Linked DNA regions of Canis lupus: region 2 is linked to region 1. Evidence: chromatin contacts called from public Hi-C data. All regions are on one chromosome and are shown on one strand. Each heading gives the region's core, a stretch centred on a gene start, on an enhancer-like site or on the middle of the called end of the contact. The rest is flanking DNA. Distances are from core to core; before and after follow the strand shown. Region 1 holds the start of ARID5B (AT-rich interactive domain-containing protein 5B). Region 2 overlaps ARID5B (AT-rich interactive domain-containing protein 5B).

Evidence for each region. A called contact is a pair of places that touch in the nucleus more often than the background predicts.
Region 2: a Hi-C map of skin fibroblasts shows a contact between it and region 1, with 2.9 times the contacts expected there. The contact joins the enhancer-like site here to the promoter of ARID5B in region 1. A contact is called at or near these places in 7 of 9 Hi-C or Micro-C datasets (amygdala, blood, liver and 2 more).

What each region holds. Positions count from the first base shown.
Region 1 is chr4:14,655,335-14,661,636 of UU_Cfam_GSD_1.0, forward strand. ARID5B (AT-rich interactive domain-containing protein 5B) reads left to right here and starts at 3,546. Exons shown (of 10, transcript XM_038534033.1): 1 at 3,546-3,995; 2 at 4,423-4,677. The coding sequence starts at 3,975.
Region 2 is chr4:14,769,280-14,776,405 of UU_Cfam_GSD_1.0, forward strand. The region is part of intron 4 of ARID5B (AT-rich interactive domain-containing protein 5B); the gene reads left to right. Among named protein-coding and RNA genes, the nearest start is that of ARID5B, 110 kb to the left of the region's middle. Within about 2 kb of position 4,467, at least 3 of the 20 cell types and tissues checked have an H3K27ac peak or open chromatin away from gene starts, as enhancers often do.

The DNA.
Region 1 (6,302 bases), core at 2,296-4,795:
TGTGTAGCAATTAGTAGATAAAATGCTGACTAAAGTGCTAAAACATGAAGTATTATTGTAGCCAAGGTCAAAAATGCTTCAGTTGTCTTTTGCAATTTGGGGGAGGGGGAGGCCCAGAGGTGCGCGGAGAGGGTTGAATTTTCGAAATGGTTGCCTTCTTTCTTCAAACTGTACTTTTTTTTTTTTTTATGATCCTGTTTATTATAGCCCAAGCTGCCTAATTATGTCACTGCTGGTTTTTGCAACTAACTTAATCCTCCTGATCCTTTATGAAACGATTCACAGGCACTGAAAAAATGTGTCTACTGCTGCCCCCACCCCCTTGAGGGGGTGAGATTTAAAAAAAAATTTTTTTTTTTTTTTTTACCTCTTAAATAAACCAAAGAAAACAGAGTTGGATTGGGGGGGGGGGGCTAGTAAAGCAGCAAGAATATAGATGTGTGGGTATAGTATAGTATAAGAAAGAACCCAGAAATAGGGGGTCATATAAACATATACTGCTTTCTTTCCCACTCCTCTTTTATACACAGTGAGTCCCAGCTACAAGCTTTTTTAATAGATAAATAAAGCAGTTGCTTTCATGATTATAACTGTCCTGAATGGATTGTCTTCTTACAACATTCAATCTGTTTATGAGTATTTACTTTACATTAGCCCAAGGACCCTGCACTGCAGGAGTTTGCCTCTATTCCCCTGGGTGTCGGTGTCTCAAGTCTTACATCTGCTCTGTGATTGATGGAGCCTTGAATCCACGTTATTACTCTCTCACAAGCAGAAATCAAACAGGCTATTAACTACATTACTTCAAAGAACTGTTTCAATACAATCTCCTTATCTTAATTGAAACTTTCTTTGTATGGATAGTTGCTACACAGATAATTTACAGGTGCCTATCAAGCATCATATTAAAGAGGTAAAACAGAGGATATTTTTTGGTTTTTGTTGTTTTTGTTTTGATTTTTTTTCTTTTTTGTAAACACACACCACTGTGATCTGTGATTTTAAGCGCCATTTACAGGATTGGACCAGGGGTTTGATTTATTAGATTTTATTATGTTCGTGGGGGTGGTAGTGGTGGTGCTGTAAAAAAGAGGGAAGATACTCCAGTGATACAGTTTTGAAATTTAACATTCATCTGATTACAAGACTGCAGATATTCAAAAATATTCAGACCTAGATCCCTGCAATTGTTAACATCTGAAAAACCTTATCGGGAGTTTACGAGAAGAGAGATTACGCAGCATGCAGCCTAGTTCAGCGCCTACCTTGAAGAGACATAGAAACAGGGTTTCTAATTAGATGAAGTCCCTCACAGACACTTAAAGACTTAGAGCACCAAAACCAGCAGAAGTTGCTTAGATGCTCTAAAGAGCTGTGTATTTTTTAAGAGAGAGATTTAATATACAATCCAGGGATACCCTCAGGCATACTGTTGAGGTTTCCTGCATAAATGCTGCTGCATTGGTCATACAGGAAACTGACTCAGAGTCGATCTCAAATATGATCTTGTCAAAATACTGCAACTCAAGTTTTTAAATATAGGATGTCTTGAACTGGATGTATATATTTACGCTAACAGGATAGAGACTAACTGAAGCCTTAGGCATCTCTCCTGTATTTAAAAAAAAAAAAAAAAACTTAAAATGCCCTTCAGTCAAGTCCATTCATATGTAAAAAAATGAACAAAATGGGTTATTCTAATCAAACGTCTGCAGTATGCATCCTAAAGTTAAAGAGAGAGAGAGAGAAAGCAGGGGAGAGCTGTAATTTCTCTTTGTAACCCATGTTTATAAAATAGAAAGATCAGATGAAATTTCAAGGAAGATAATTAAAGAGTGATGTGCAAGTCATAATTTGGCTAATGCAAAGATGGGAGACTGTGAATTGTTACATTGTCCTCCTTCATTGTGCGGAGTTGTGATATTACTTTAAATTATTAAAATAGTTTTCATCTTTAAGAATACCGGCTCTTTGGCATGAGCTTTTATTACTTATTGTAATTGGAGGATCTGCCATTTTCTTTCGTTTATCTCTGTGTGTATAGAAACGAGATAGATCTTGCCTTTTATTACTTCCCCATGTTCTGAATCAAAAATGTGGTTTAGATAATGTTAAGTGCCCTAATTCTTACTGCAGCGGACGCAGACGTTATGAAAAGGCATAAAAAATACACACAGAGGGTCTTTCCACCTCAAGTCACTGAATATGAGGCATTTGTGCTCTGCCGGGTTTATTAACTTCAGCCATGTGAATATAATTTTCATTAAAGTAATCCTGTTTCAACTAGATGCTGTGACTAGAGGTGAAACGTTGCGAAAGCGTTAAAAATAGCTTACTAGTAATTTCAACATCCTGTAATTTTATCACAGATCAAGTTTCAACTGTCATACTATACAGACCTTATTCCCCATATAGTACATGTTTACTTTTTTAGCATGCCAGACCCACTTTAGAAAGATTGGTGCCAATATAATAAGATCGGGGCGGGGGGGGGGCGGGAGGTGCTGGAAGGAGTGGGAGGAGAACGGGGAAGGGGGTGGGGAGCGTGGGGGAAGCGAGTACACCATTTTACATCAACACTGCGAAAATGCAATCTAGCCTGGCGGAGGACGGGCAGCTGGGTCGGGGCGAGCGAGGGCTTTGCAGTCTCTGCCTGTTCCTTGTTCTGTCGCTCTTAAGTTTCTCTGTGTTTGCATAATAGCCGTGCATGCAAACCTCGCAATGCTCCAGGGCTCCGGAACAATAAATATACACATTTAAAACCTTTATTGTCTTACGGTTCGTGCCCCCGGTTTTCAACAGCTTAATTTCTGGTTGTATTTAACTAGTTTGCAAATGGATTTTTTGCAGTTTCAAACTATTATGAGGAAGCTCCCCTCCCTTTTTTTTTTTTTTTTTTTTGGCGGGGGAGGGGGTGGGGGTGGGGTAGGAGTCGGTATATTATTCCTGTAGCGCTGGGTTATATAAACACATTATCATTTGAGAGCGCCCTTGGCGTCCATCAGCATTGTAAACACGTACTAGTGTATATACTTCAAAATTAAAGAATGCACACGCAGAACCGGGAGCCTGAATTCATATTCCGAGCAGACTCGCTGCTCGCATTTATTGATTTATCATGCATCGTTTATTGTTCCAGTCCCTAAATGCAGTCACTGTCCGTTCAATATTGTTTGCAAAATCCTGAGATGTGTGTGCACTGCTCACTTGTCTTTCTGGGTTTTTTTTTTTTTTTTTTTGCTGAGTATTTTTTTTGCGAAGCGAACAAATGCGTTAATATTTATATGTTTATATAATCGATAACCCACTTTTCCCTTCCATGTAAATAGGCATCAAAAGATAATTTAACAGATTAGTTCTCGAAAACATGGCAGTGAGGAAGCGTAATTTAACTATCAAACAAATCTACATGTCTAATAACAGCAAATCTGCTAAGGAGCATTAGAAAGAGGAGCAGCGCCCCGGAATCTCTGCAGGAAATGTTCTTTATATTAGACATATACAAGCAGGTCCTGTCAGATGCACAGCGGAGCTCGCTAGCTCTCGCCTCCTCCAAAAATCTCATTAGACGACACCCCTAGACAAGGGAGATTGGGAAGAGGGAGATCTCATCTTCACACAGTTTTAGGGTGGATTTTATTTTTACAAGTCTTCCTATCTGGTTTTTGCCTTGATCCATCCGCTTCCCGCCGAGATCGGACGGAACCTTTCTTCCGATTATGAATTTGATCATCCCACATTTGGAAGGAAACCGACACAGTTTTGACAGGAGCTGAAAATTGAGTCGTCAGAGAAATATTAGGACATATTTTCAATCATTTTGGTGCCGAAGGGGAGGCAAGAGCTCAGTTTTATATTGAGACATTACGCCAGCTGAAGGCAGAGAATGTTTTTCCCTGCCAGGACCTGATGCAATCCATTCAAGCCAACAAGTTTGGAGAGAATGTTGAGTTCAATCAATTCAGAACGTCGAGATGGAGCCCAACTCACTCCAGGTATTTCGCTCTCCTCCGCTCCTCCGATCCCGGCACCCCCCGGCACCCCCCAGCCCCCCAGCTCACCCACACCTCTGCACCCACCCACACCCCCCACAAACTTTTCACCAAACTTTTACCCTCTGCATCCCCCCAAATCATTTTTATTGTTTAAAAAAATCCCTGCACTGATCATACATACATAATGTAATTTTACCGCCTCAGATGGAGAAGTAGGGAGAGGTGGCGGTGGGGGTGCCCGGAGTTTTTTTTTTTTTTTTTAAAGGGAGGCAGAAAAATTGTGGGCTCTATTATTTTTCCACCCAGCTTTATATCTGTTGGCTCTTCTGTATTAAGAGTGTGGATGTCTGTGTGTAAATGTGTCTGGGAATAGATGTTTGTGCTCTGATGGCTACGTTATTTATTTGGTGCTTTTTTTCCCCTGCAGTGGGTCGGCTCACCGTGTGGCTTGCACGGACCTTACATTTTCTACAAGGCTTTTCAATTCCACCTTGAAGGCAAACCAAGAATTTTGTCCCTTGGCGACTTTTTCTTTGTAAGATGTACGCCAAAGGATCCGATTTGCATAGCGGAGCTCCAGCTGTTGTGGGAAGAGAGGACCAGCCGGCAACTTTTATCCAGCTCTAAACTTTATTTCCTCCCAGAAGACACTCCCCAGGGCAGAAATAGCGACCACGGCGAGGTGGTAAACTTATATCTCCCTCTCTTCTTTCTTTATTATCCCCCCCCCCCCAACACCAGTAATGCTTATTACAGGGCAAGCTTGAAAATACTGTATTCACTTCTGCAGGCGAGCAGGATCGACTCCTTTTTTAAAGGGGTAGCGCCACTAGCTGGGGCTCGAGTATTTTGCCATTGTCAGAGTTTGGCTGTCAGCTTTACAAAGAGGATCCAACTGCTGATTTTAGTCAAGATCAAATAACTTGTTCGAGAAGGGTTTTGTTCAAGGATGTGTGTGTGTGTGTGTGTGTGTGTGTGTAAGAGAGAGCGCGAGAGAGATCGTTCGCTCTCTTGCTCCTGCCGCTTGAACATCACATGCTTTATATATATATATATATATATATATATATATTTTTTTTTTTTTTTTTTTTTTTTTTTTTTTTTGCCTTTTAAGATTTTTACCTTCGCGTCTGGCTGGGTCGGGGCTGGGTGGATTTCTTTCGGTGGGTTTCGATATGGTTCACTTTTTTTTTTTTTCTTTTTTAAAGTAAGTATTTGATATGTTTAAGAGGGCGGAAATTACGAAATGGAGGCAGAGTGAGATCAAAAGCTATTGAGTTGGCAAAGACGTGTTGAATAAAGTGATAAATGACAGGTACTGGAATAATACATTCAAATAACTTGCAGATCTGCCCGGGCGGATTTCAAAGCGGTCGTGTAACCGGCACAAACACGTTAAGCATTAACAACTATCTCTCGCCCCCACCCCCTCCCCCTCGGACAAGCCATTTGATGTTCTGGGTCTCAGTTACTCCACGCCGAGGGGACGCCTTCCAGCGCGGGGTCCGGGGCGCGGGGCGCGGGGCGCGGGGCGCGGGCGGGGGGGCGTGTGCTCGGGCCCCCGCCCCGCGGGTCGCTCGGGGGAGGGCCCGGGCCGCGCCGGCACGTTCCTGGGCGGCCGCGGGGGCGCCAGCCGCGCTCCCGGGAGGACGCCCGAGGTGAGCCGCTGTCACCGGGCGCCGGCGGCCGCCTCCCTCCGGCCCTGTCATCTGGCGTGTGGCCGCAGCTCTGCGGGCTCCCGGGTCAGCCGGCCGAGCCCCGCGCCGCGGCGCCCACCGGGGGCTGTTGGGGGGAGGCTGTGCCCTCGGTGCGGCGGGGAGGGCGGGCGCGCGGCCGCCTGGCAAGGCTTTGTGTTGCCCGGGCGCGAGCAGGGGGATCAAACGGAGACTTCCGAGCGCAGCTAGCTTCGTGCCAGGCCCTCGAGCTTTCGAGGGAGCCGTACGGATCTTTTTGTTAAATGAATGGTTCCCCGCTTAACTCATCCCGGAGCGTGGAGCTGCCTGCCAGTCCTTCCAGAATTGCTTGGTCTGATGGAGTTGATTGTACTTTTGGCATCGCCCTTTCACTCCCTCTCCCCGGATCGAATTACCCATCAGTGGTCTATGCCGGTTAATTACTGGAGTTCGTCAAAACCTTCGCCCTCGGATCTGCCTCCTCGGAAATAAGCCCCGCCCTCCTCCCCGAACGTCCCCCCCCTCCGCGCCCCTCCGCGCCCCCCCGCCCCGCGCGCCCTCCCCCCGCGCCCCCCCGCCCCGCGCGCCCTCCCCCGCCAGCTCTAGGTTTTAAACGTTCCTACTTTCCGACGTC
Region 2 (7,126 bases), core at 3,217-5,716, 110 kb after region 1:
CCTGCCCCCTCTACATAAGCAGTTTCACATTCGAGCCTCAGGTTTCTTAGCTTTAAAATGAACAAGACAATCCCCTCAACACAGGGTTCCTTATTCATCCATCTATTTTCCTTTCTGTTGAAGCCACCATTCCTATGTTTAGGGAAAACTTATTATGTATCAGACATTGCATTAGGACCCCGATTCAACCTTAGTGAATTAAATAGGCATAAGTACCTTGTCCTCATGAAGTCTAGAGTCTAGGAATGTGACTAGTAAGCAAGGAGATACATATATACAAAAATGTGTATGTATGTGTATATATAATCACACACACAAGGAATTACAGGCCATGATAAGAGCAATAAACTCCAAAAGACTGCTATCTGGATTAAATGAAATACTGTATGTGAAAATGCATCAAAGGCTATAAAGTGTAGACCTTCAGAGACTCTTAATTTTGACTAACATAACACCTGCTGGCTTTGGCAGCCAGTGGCTACTGCAGAGCTTAGTGCGTGAGGTTTAGTAGTGACACCACCACTGCTTTTTCTTTGAGGCTTATTTCAGAAAGGAGAGTGGAAGGGAACCTTTCTGTTGAGTTTATAATAGCAATTATGAGCTGATAAGGGTAGACCATTCATCAAACGATCATACCTCCGGACTTTATCTCTTTGGGTCAAATGTTTCCTGATTGATATTGACTACCATATCTTAAGCAGCTTTGAACAGATAAGAAGCTAGAAAAGAAATTCCTTTGAAGGAGATTTGACAAAATTATGTTTTCTGATTTTTTTTCTTTTAGAAGAGAGATTAACCTCTCATTGTTCTTCTAAAGGGTACAAAAGCTACCAAACCATTGAATTGAAGAAAATCTAGAAAAGTTTTCATGGGTAGATATTGACTTGAGTTCCCACTAAATACAAATGATCATCTGTATCAATGTTCTTTTCTTGTCCTGAAATTGTTTGGAAAGAACTTACAAAGTACTGAGAATGACCCTATACCACAGATACTTAGAAGTAGACAATTATCCCAAGAAAAGATCCTCTTGATGGCTGTATATAAATGCCCTACTAGAAACAGAGCTGGAAGCAAAAGTCTTGTAGGTTAAATATAATTTATTTTCATAGAACATTATTTGTAGAAGCAATGTTTTAAAGATGGGGAGAGTAGATTTCTGACCGTGGGCCTGATATCCAGCTTTTAATAGAAATGACCATCAACATTGCAATTAATCAACTATGTACCCAATTATAAAGTATATAATTACATTCTGAATAGTAAAAAGCTTCCTAAAGTGTATATAAATCAATTAAACAGGGCAATACAGTAACCGATCACATAAAATTATATTTAATGAGATGTGTCATCTATCACAGTGTTTTCCACACAGTTTTTTATCATACATCTTCGTGATTCATTTGTGCCTTCTTTTTTGCTGGAACGAAGCTCACAGTAAAGGAACCTCTTGATCTTGGACATAGAATTTAGTGACAGGGCCGCCTGGGTGGCTCAGTTGGTTAAGTGGCTGCCTTTGGCTCAGGTCATGATCCCGGGGTCCCGAGATAGAACGGGGCGGGGGGTGTCGCAGAGGGCTCCCTGCTTGGCAGGGAATCTGCTTCTCTCTCTGCCACTCCCAGTGCTTGTGCTCTCTCACTCTCTCTCTCAAATAAATATATAAATAAAATCTTTTTAGAAAAAGAATTTAGTGACATTATTTTGAGCAGACATATATGGGTGTCTTAAAAGAGAGTTTGGAGTGGGGAAGACTTTGGGTCATTTCCAATGGCTTTGGGGAAAGGTGACATGGATTTGTCTGTCTGCCTTTCCTTGTTATACATTTCCCTGTAGCAAGAGTGGGCATTTGCACTTGTGGTCTTGCTACTGTATCCACAATCGGCATCTATTGCCTTGAAATTAGCTGGATGATCGATTGTTTGTGTACTTCTGCAACAGCTGCTAGATAGGACAAGAGAGGTGTCATTGGAAAAACCTGTTAAATACAAATCAGCTTGATCAAGTCACTGTGAGTTGAGAAGTGTAGGTGTAACTCGTGACCAAATTGCGGTGCCTATATTAGCAGAAGTCCTTCAAGTTTCCTGTGTATCATCAAGCAGATCATTCCAAGTAGGCTGACCCGGGGCCACTGGGACTGCAGCAAAGGAAAAGTACATTTGCATTTTTAACTTTGGCAAATTGGAAGGACTTCTAAAAATTTTTGATAACTATAGTCTCTAATGACTCTCATTAAGTGGATGCTCAAGAGGTGTTTGTATGTGGCAAAGACACACCAAAGACCTTGGTCGCGCAAATTCTGACATGTGCCTCAGGAAGGATTACAAAGGAATAACTAAGTGGCTGCTAAAGGTCTGGCTTTCCAAGAAGGTGATGATGACACTCCTTTCCCTCCTTCTCACTCCTTTCAGAGCCTAAATGGCTTTTCCATAAGCGAAGTCAGTCTCATGCTGAGTAATTATACCCAATCCTTGTTGTCAGAAACAGAACCATACAGAACAACTGGCCAGGGCAGGTCTGCCAAATGGGGTGATTTGAAGGCCTTCTCTGTCTCTCTGGGAGCACATGTGGTTGTTTTGATCCCCACTTTCCCACATTACATACTTGCAGTGTGAACAGTTTGTTCATTTACTCCTGTGTCCAGCAAACATGCTTTGATGGTCAACTCCGTGATTGCCTGTTGCCCCGTGTGAGGATACAGAGCTAGTACCATATAAAGAACACAACATAGAGCTGACCTCAGAGGCGCTCTCATGCTAGTGGGGGCACCCCTGAATTAAACAGACACTTAGTATTTAAGTATTGTCTTTAAGTATTTAAATAGCATTTAAGTGCTAAGTGAATCCTTCTTCTCAGATTTAGTAGGAGAGAGGAAGATATTTATTCTTTTTTTAAATTTTGATTATTCCCTTGAATATTTTACTGGAACTAAGGTAATTGAGGGACTGGCAAGTTTTACAAGTGACTAATATATTAATCCCACTCTTCCCTGCTGCCTTGTGGGATTGTCAGTTGAGTCAGGGCTTAAAAATGGAACTTGACGAGATTTGCTCTAAAGATGTTGACTAATACCAATTAAACCCCTAAACATCACAGATTGATTACGCCTTATCCACTTTTTTTAAAGACCGAAAGATGCACCTAGTTAATAACTGGCTCCATGTCCTTAATAAAGAGCAGGCTAATTAAAAAATTATTTGCTAGCTGAAAATGAATAAATTAAGAATCACATATTACAACAGTCACCCTCAACCTGCAGAAGGAGCCGAACAGGGGCTGGTGGGGAATGAAAGGAGTCATTGTGAGTCCTTTATCACCCAGCATGACATGTACAAATGTAGAGCCCTGTCACGGAGACAGGGTGCTGGGGCAGGAAGGCTCTGGGCAGGGCGAGCGGCCAGGTTGGTCTTCCCCTGTGTTCCTGATATGGAATGAAAGAGCAGGGGAAAAAAAACAGGGTGTGTGTGTCCCCTCTTCCTCCCTCCGTCTCTCCTAATCCTGCCTGCCTAGCCATTGGGCCATCCTGCCACAAGTCCTACACTCACCTCCTTGAATCCCTCTGTGTGTCGCTAAAGCCCGCAGCATAGAAAGTCTTCACCACAGTGATGCATTTGTCTGGTGGTGTCTGGTCAGAGGACAGCATCCCCTCGCACCCCTCCCCCTACCCCACCCCCAGTGGTGGTCTATACTGCCAGCAGTCTGGGACTTTCTCGGGTTCTTCAACTTGCTGTCCTCTCCGTTGACTATGTCTCTGTCTTCGTATATGTCTTTTCTGGAAAAGATATTCTCATTGTCATTTCACCCCTCAAACTGGCAAACTTCCCCAGTCCTGCTGGCCTTAGCTTAAACATCACTTACTCAAAGAGGTCTTGCCAGGTGCTCCCAGGACTTGAGCACCCCGCCCTGTTCCCAGCGCTTCTACTCTTGCTTGTGGACAGCACCTACCCATCCCCTTTCCTGGAGCTTCAGCTTTGTGAGAGCAAGGCCAAGGGAAGTCTTGGGAAAACCCTGTGTCCCCAGGAAGTAGCCTCCCGTATCCTAGGTGGCCAGTGAATGTGGAAGGCTTATGCCACTTCTGACTCCCAACAGACCAACTCAGTTCCGCTTGCCTAGAAAGCAAGAAATGGGTTTCACGTTTCTTTGGTGACCCTCACGAGGCTAATTGGTGCTCAAAAAATATTTGGTGAAAACAATTCTTAGCTGTGGTATTCTATTTACCTTAGCTAGGAATGAGAGGAGTTTCCTTTAATAACGTGTGGGACAGGGAGAGACATGAACGAGCTCGGGCTTGCTTCTTTCTTAGTTTGAAGCAGTTACATAAGCACCAAAGCACCAGCGTACAGTCCTGAGTGAGCAAGCGTGTGTTAAGTGCGTGCCAGTTGTCACTGCAAGCACTTAGCAGCTTCTCCCCCTGGACCTCCCGTCTGAGGGAACAGAGTTTACCCCCGCCCCCCCAATAGATCTTTGAGCCGGCTGCTGTGCAGAGGCAGGAGCACGCCAAGAAGCCCAACTCTTATGCCACATGGGTCCAGGTCTCAGTCTCCACTCACCACTACATACTACCCTTGTGCTCCCGCGCAACTCCTTCACCTCTCTAAGCTTCAGTTTCCCCATCTTTAAACTGGTGTTGGTGATATTACCCACCTCCAGGGGATATCATATGAGGATTAAGTGAAGTACTACACCTAAAGCTCTTAGCACAGTGCAGAGCATGGAACACTTGCTAGAGATCGACAGTGTGTACCACAACTCACCTCCAAGTCGAGGGGGATCTGCTAGCCTCTGCTCTCTACTTGTGGGATAGTTTGAGGTGGCAGTAGGGACACAGAGAGGCCTAGGATTGATCTCTCCAGAATCTTCCAGAGCCATGATGTTCTTGTGTCTCTTTTCATCCTCTTCCTACCCCCATAAGCATTCTACGCTTGCACGTGCCATGAAGACTTCTGTCCATTCCAGGTGCTCCATGCCCTCTCTTTATCTCTGTGGATTTCCAAAAGTCAACCTGAAAGTGTAGTATCATATTTGTTATTTAATACAATTTTATCTCTGATAACAACTTCTGTTGAGCCCCTCCTCAGGCTCCAGGCTCACCAGGGAGTCTGCTTATCCCTTATCCTTCCTTCACTACTCCTCCCCCCACTTACTCAAGCATGTGTGAGCATGCCTGCTCTCTCTCAAATAAATAAATAAATATTTTAAAACATTATTTCATAGGGAAGATGTAATCCTTGATTGGAATTAACCAAGATGAGACTATATGGCCAAGAAATGGTAGGAAGAACAATCGAAGGCCCAGAAATGATAATAATAATAGTAGTAGTAGTAGTATTGCTGCCAGTGCTGCTTATATGCCATTTACTATGTGCCAGGCATTATTCTGAGCCCTGAATCATTTTCTCCATTTTGCAGATGATGAAACTAAGTTACCCATGTGAACCATATAGTGGAAAGAGTATGTAATTAGCCTAGTTGGCCCTTAGGACTCTGATGGAAAATTCTTTTTCTTCACTTAATATTCAACAAAAAGGGAGAGATCACATTGCCACAAGTTAGTTCTACCTTTGTTTAGTTTAGACGTTTGACTCAATTTATGGAAGACTATGTCTTTGTAGCTTGATCATGACATTGGAATGTCAAAAAAAAAAGTGCAGGGAAAATACACTATAAAATGAAGTCTGCATTTACTGGTAAGAAGCACAGAGCATTTGGCATCAGCGGAAAGCATAGTCTTTGATGTGGAAAATAGAAGAGTTCTTGCTGTTTCCATTTGGGTCAGAGAAAGAGACGATCGCTATATGATAAGTTTAGTGGGTTCTAAAGCTAGATGTAATAAGTGACGAGACACAAGTTATCCTGCCCCGAGGATATGCAAGTATGAAATACACATGTCAGGAAAAATGTGGTCAGTGAGGAACCACACAACAGGAAAGCAGAGAATATTTAATAAGATAAGTCCCAGTTATCCTGGGAGTGAGATTTGAAGAGGAGGCGATTTACATCTTTGAGTGAGGGGTTGTGGAGGGATGATGGGAGATTCAGAGTCAGTAGGGGAGAAATTTATGGTGAATCATCTTACCCCCTGACATACAGAAGCCAGGACAGCTACCTAAGGAGGAAATGTTTTATTTTAGGTATGGCAGTGTCCTCAGTTTTAAACAGTTTTCCCCCTGTTTTTGAAAGTGTTCACACAATTAATGCCTCTTGCATGTATTCAACAATAGTTGCCTAGCAACCATCAAGAAGCATTTTTGGAGCGCAAAGGGTCTAAAAATGAATGAAGAGTGAATACAGTTTGAGTTGCAGCTGAGATGACTGGATTTCAAAGTAGATCCCCCAGGAATCAGGCCATGCATCTTTCAGAGTAATGAGATCTGGTCTGGCATCCTTGGAGACCCACTGAAATGTCCTATTCATCTTGGACACATGCAAAGGGGGAATATGTTTTTTAAAAAAAATGAAGCTTGATATGCTTTTCTGCCTTTAGGCAGGACTGCTTTCTACACAATCCCAAATCCATGTGGAGATAATGAAGTTTTGGAAAGCCCCTAAGAAGAAGGATGATAGCACCTCCTCTGGTAACCTACTTTAGGATCTTGTAACCTTTGGACTGAGACCACTAGATATAGAACATGGGTTATCAGGGAACTGCCTCTTTTCTGCAGATTACTGATTTATACCATTGGCTGGCTCTCACGATCATACTTTATTTGAAAATCTAAGTGAGCTTCCAGATCAGAGGTCACAAACTCAGGTACTCAGAGGTGTCAGCAGGGAGCTCAGAAGGAGAAGGGCAGGTGAGGCCTGTAAGAAATCAGGAAGCTGTGGGTTACCCAGGCTCTGTCTAAAGGAGCAGTTGCTTTTAGCTCCAGTCTTCTGCTGTATTGCAGGAACATGAGCTCAGTGTTGTCAGAGCTCTCAACTCTTTAAAAGCCAGACACACTGATTTTTATGTGAAAATCTCAGATTTTAGATTAATGACAGTGATAAACAAAAAACAAAAAACAAAACAAAACAAAAAAACCCTGTACAAGCTAAATAACCTATGGCACCAGGCAGATTTGGTCTGTGTATCAGTCTTGTCTAATAAACCCCTAATGCTATAGATGAGAAAATACTCCTGCTGAGGGGT